Regions from separate parts of the Rattus norvegicus genome. Here region 2 is linked to region 1. Evidence: chromatin contacts called from public Hi-C data. All regions are on one chromosome and are shown on one strand. The core of a region is the stretch at or near the end of the contact, and the rest is flanking DNA. Distances in the headings are between cores, read along the strand shown. Region 1 holds the start of Zfp26 (zinc finger protein 26). Region 2 has its middle 25 kb from the start of Zfp266.

Region 1 (2,700 bases), core at 58-2,557:
TGAGCACACACACACATGTATGTATGTATACACACACACACACTTTGTTTTTGTTGTTCTCCTCTTCCTCCTTTTCTTTGACACAGTTTCTCTACATATTAGCCCCTGGCTGTCCTAGAATTTGCTTTGTAGATTAGGCTAGCCTCAAATTTATAGATGTCCACTGGTCTGTGCCTCCTGAGTGCTGGATTAGTGGAAGATAGAAAGTTATAGAGACAGCAAAATCACAAGATACTGGTGTGCACGTCTACAGGTATCTCATTTTAAGTGTATCTTCAATGAATACAGATATATCAATACACACACACACACACACACACATCTTGTGGCTTCCTAAGTTATATTTCTCAAATGATGTAATTTATAATAAGGTTTAAAGATTAAGTGAAGCTTAAAATTTAAATAACATTTAAAAATTAAGTAGAATATATTAACTGGTTTACTCTTAAGGAGTTTCTGTTTGTAAATGAAATTGTAAGATGGTTTTATAAGGTACACTGTTCAGACATAGGGTCGAGAGGACCGCTAATATGTTAAATTCAAGATTATAGACATTTTGGCCCTAAGTAAGTAGAATTTATTTGTCACCTCATTATTTTCATCTTGTTTTGAGATGAGTTTTCATTTTGTAGTGCTGGCGGGCTTGGGACTTGTTTTGTGAATCTAGCAGGCCTCGACTCAGGAAGATTGTCTCTGCCTCTGTGTGTTGTGGTTGCGGGAATGTATTGTCAATGGACTGATTTTTGCTTTTAACACCTTAGTTTGAGATATTTTATGAGAACACACATTTTTCTCTGTTGCCAATTTTTTGGCTGTATCAGTTGTGTTCATATTTTACATTTTTCATCAAAAAGTCTCAGGGTGAGAGGCTTTTTTCTTTTTTCATGTCCTCTCCCCCGTCTTTCTAGACCGTCTAACTATCAACGATTAGAATTTAACATGGTATCCAGATAATAAAAATAAAAATAAAGTGGTTCAGTGGAAGTGATAGGCTGGTTCACAGACCTGACACTTTATCTGCCCAGGAAGTGCAGAAACTAAGAGGAGGTGGGGAAAGTTTGTGAGCCTCCTGAGACCCCGTACTTCCCGGTCTGTGTTTAACTTTGCTCTGGGATTGGTCGTCGGGAAAGCTGTTCTCGCCCAGAAATCTTGCTCAAACTTCAATTTCATCCTTTACTGGGTTTTTAACCCCCGCTACGGAATCAATCGGCATCCAGGTCCCGGGAACCGAAATTTCTATTCCGGAAGGATTCCGACTCGATAAACGGAAGTGAACCGCGGCTCGCCTCCGTCTCTTCCGGTGTGGCTTCGCGCGGCCCCGTTCTCTTTTTCTCGACAGTAGCAGGCCGGCTGGGCGGGTTCTGGTGAGGCTGGGTGAGGGGATGGGCGGTGGCGGCGGTGGGGAGTGAGGCCCGGGTGTGGCCTCGGTGGCAGCTCCTGGCTCCGCTCGTCCCGGGGCTGCGCGTCTTGCCCGGTCGCTTCTCAGAGGCCAGGGCCCTATAGTCCTCCGGTCCTGCCGGGGGCCATTTCACTTGAACCGTATTTGAGCTCCCTGTGCCTTCGAATGTTGTCCTTGCTGCCTCGAACGCCTTTAAGGTAATCTTACAAAAATTTTTCTTTCCAGAAAGAAAAGAATTTCCGCCGCCGTTGGAGTCCAGCTTGGCTCCCCATAGCCCCACGAACCTGGCCATCCTCTTCACTGTGAGCAGTGGGAGGAATTTGATGGAACAGAAAAGTTCCAGGGTGAGGAGCTTTCTAGTCTCTCTCACTGTCAACGATTAGAACTTAGCATCCTTCCTTTTTTTGGAAACCGTTGCATTCCATTAGTTTTGTTTTATCTATCATCTATCAATCAATCTATGTTCTATCTGTCTGTCTGTCTGTCTGTCTGGCTGCCTGCCTATGTATGTATGTATGTATGTATGTATGTATGTATGTATGTATGTATGTATCTATCTATCTATCTATCTATCTATCTATCTATCTATCTAATCCCCCAAACCCGATGCATCCACTTAGAGTTATTTCATTTAGGCAAAAAGAGAAAGCGTTAAATGCTCAGACTGCATGTTCGTTGGTCAGTGCATGTTCAGATCACAGAGCATCTCTTACCACTTCTCTTCATCCCAACACGAAAGTATTCACAAGTGAGAAATAGGGAATTTGGCACTGAAGGGATCGCTCATGAAAATCTAGAACTTGGGACTGGAGAGATGGACTAGTGGTTAAGAGCTGACATGGCACTTCCAGAGGATCTGATTTTGGTTCCCAGCACCCATGTTAGTGGCCTGTAACAGCCTGTAAGTCCAGCTTTGTGGGAATGGGGAGACCAGAGGCTCTAGGTACTTGCAGTTATGTGGCAAACACACACACACACACACACACACACACACACACACACACACACACCCCAAACACACAATTGAATAAATAAATGGAACTCTCTTAAGGAATGAATGAGGCTTTATTTGATATATTATTATATTATTTCTCCACCTGTGAAATGAGCCAATTCAAGCCAGATTAGATCCCCGTAAGTGGAGTTACAGATTTTCATGAGCTGCTATATGGGTGCTGGGAATTGAATCCTGGTCCTTTGAAAGAACTGCCAGTGCTATTAATTTTGGAACCATTTCTCCATCTCCTTTATGATTATTATTTATTCCTTTTTGAGACAAGGTCTGAGGTCTAGGCAAGCCT
Region 2 (2,700 bases), core at 21-2,520, 100 kb before region 1:
GAGCTGTCCCATCAGCCCTGCACATATATGGCTTTAGTAAGTGTCCAACATTTTAAAAGAGGATGTCTGTAGACCAGGGTGGCCTCGAACTCAGGAATCTGCCTGCTTCTGCCTCCCTAGTGCTGGGATTAAAGATGTGCACCACTATCTATGGGTGACTGTATTCCCTTTTATGCTGTGAGCCAGTCTTTTTTACCTTAACTTGGTTCTTTCAGGCACTTTGTCAGAGCAAGGAGAAGAATATGCTCAATATTTTGTATTCAGTATGAAAAACAAGCCCTTCTCAAGGTCTTCCCTCTCTTGCTGTTATGTTCAACAACAAACTATTACTCATTTAAAATTACGCCTCTCCACTGACTCTCACCCCAAGGTGGCAGTATTGTGCCCGTTTTGATGGTCACTTTTCCCTACTTCTGAACAATTATGTGGACTGTGAGATGCCCTCGGAATCACCACAATGAAGCAAGTATGGTGGTGTATGCTCTGGTTAAGGTTGAGAGAGAAGGATCATGAGTCCAAACTATCCTGGGCTAACAAAGAATCGGCTTTTTTTTTTTTAAAGGGTGGCCCGACTCCCTGAAATTATCTTTCTACCAAGGCTCACCTAAAAGCGTGGGAATCACCAGATACCTGTAGCCGCAAGACTTAAGAAGGGACTAAACTAAGTGTTTGTTGACAGATTAATTTTTTTCTTCTGAAAAATAAAATAAAAAAACCCAGAAAGTTCTCTAGCGGCTTTTGGAGAGGGGAAGAGACAAATGAAGACAAACCCGAGCCAGGCATGGAGGCTACGCCTTGTAATCCCAGAACATCGGGATTACTGGGCCAGGAGGATAGACGTTCGAGACCTCTCTTGCCTACATTCCGAGACGATGTCTCAAAATGTTTAAAAAAGAAAAAGAACGCAAAAACCACCCCGGATACATGGTTCCCTGATAGGATACTTCCTGGGAGCCCAGGCGCGCTGGCTTCTCCGCCTCCTCCTCCATCCGAACCCTCCACGCCACTAAAACCGCTCCAGCCAGGAAAGGACCAATCCAGAGTCTACACCAATTTGTTCTTTAACAAAAGTGGATGGCAGCGGCGGAAGAGAAGACTGCGTTATGGTGTCACTTCCGGAACAGCTTCAGGCAGGGCCCGCGAGCTGAGGTCCAGCGGCTGCCAGTACTAAGCGCGCCGCGACGTGGCTGCCAAACACACACACACCTAGCGTACAAGCTTTATTGTCCAGCTAGAACAGGGGAGGCGGGGCATCCTTCCTGGGGGTGGGGCATTCTTTCTGGGGGCGGGGCCTGTTGTGCAGGGTCGCGTCTGTACCTCGAGGGCAGGACCGCCTTCTTGAGGGCGGGGCCTCTATCTTGAAGGCGGGACCTCGTACTCTGGGCTGGGCTACCTACTCTTGGGGTGAAGCCGCTATCCAGGTTAGGTGACGTAGGTTCTCTGCCCAGGATCGGGGCGGCTACTACTGACCCAGAGGCCATGGCTGGGAACCCAACCGTCCAGGTTGAGTACCAGAACCCTACTCTGGAGCGGGTCCATGATGCAGCGGGGAGCCCAAACTTCCAAGTTCGATCTGGAGGTGGGTGTGTGGTGTGCACAGCTGGATAGACCTGAAGAACAGGGTTTCACGTACGGACTTGCCCTACCGGATGCTCAGAAAAGCCTTGCGTGTCTGCCGTCTAGCTATTCACTAGAGCAGTCCAACCTACGCAGACTGGTCAGAAGTCACGTAATGGGAATTTCAGTTCTAAATGCACAAGGGCGCAGAAACTGAGAACAGACTGGCAAGATGAACAGGACTGGGCTCTACTGTAATCCTAGTATACAGGGTGTGGCTCTTCTATTGAGCCCCTGTGTACTACGTATGAAGTCCTGGATTCTAACAACAGCACAGCAAGGGAGAACAAACAAACAAAACAATAATACAACAGCACAACTTTAAAAGTTTTAGGACTTATTGTGATGTAGGAAGGGTACCACTGAGAAATCTATTTCTTGCTTGCTGTGTCTTTTTCCTTTTCTTCTTTTCTCCTTGTCCTCCTCGTCCTCCTCCCCCTCCCCCTCCTCTCTTCCTCTTCCTCCTCTTCCTCCTCTTCCTCCTCCTCCTCCTCCTCCCCCTCCTTTTTTAAAGTTTGTGATGGGGATCAAACCTAGGGCCACCTTGAACCTGAGGACCTGAGATCTATCCTTAGAACCTATGTAAAACCAAAAGCCTGGTGTAGTGGTGCACATTTGTAACCCCAGATTACAAATCTGGGGTAGAGAGGAAGAGGAATCCCAGGGATTTACTAGCTAGCCACCCTAGGCTACTTGCTGAGTTCCAGTTCAGTGAGAATTGTTAACATGCCTCAACCCCTTGCAACTTTTTTTTAAATTCCTCTAGGGATGGGCTCTCCTGTTTGCACAGTGGGAGTCTGAAACTGCTGTCCAGGCCCCCAGCTTTTTGGTTTTCTTCAGTGTAGGCATTGGGTGTATTTGGAGTTGGGAGCGGTGCAGGTATGGCCTGGGAAGAATCCCTTTCAAATTAACTTTTTGAGACAGGGTCTCTTTCTTAAATTTCTATTACAAATTCATTTAACATATATAGTTGTGTGTGTGTGTGTGTGTAAGGACATCTTGCAGGAGTCAGTTCTCTCCTTTTACTATGTGGGACCCAGAAACTGAACTCAGGTCCAAGAACTTGGCAGCAGAGACATCTTG

The links. A called contact is a pair of places that touch in the nucleus more often than the background predicts.
Region 2: a contact with region 1 is called in a Hi-C map of liver, with 4 times the contacts expected there. The contact joins the enhancer-like site here to the promoter of Zfp26 in region 1. A contact is called at or near these places in 12 of 12 Hi-C or Micro-C datasets (the A7r5 cell line, the Rat2 cell line, Schwann cells and 7 more).

The regions. Positions count from the first base shown.
Region 1 is chr8:27,260,256-27,262,955 of GRCr8, reverse strand. It overlaps Zfp26 (zinc finger protein 26), which reads left to right and starts at 1,307. Exons shown (of 10, transcript NM_001108995.2): 1 at 1,307-1,364; 2 at 1,625-1,743.
Region 2 is chr8:27,361,276-27,363,975 of GRCr8, reverse strand. No RefSeq gene overlaps it. Among named protein-coding and RNA genes, the nearest start is that of Zfp266, 25 kb to the right of the region's middle. Within about 2 kb of position 1,270, at least 59 of the 93 cell types and tissues checked have an H3K27ac peak or open chromatin away from gene starts, as enhancers often do. A contact at or near this core is called in kidney and liver, where this site is marked.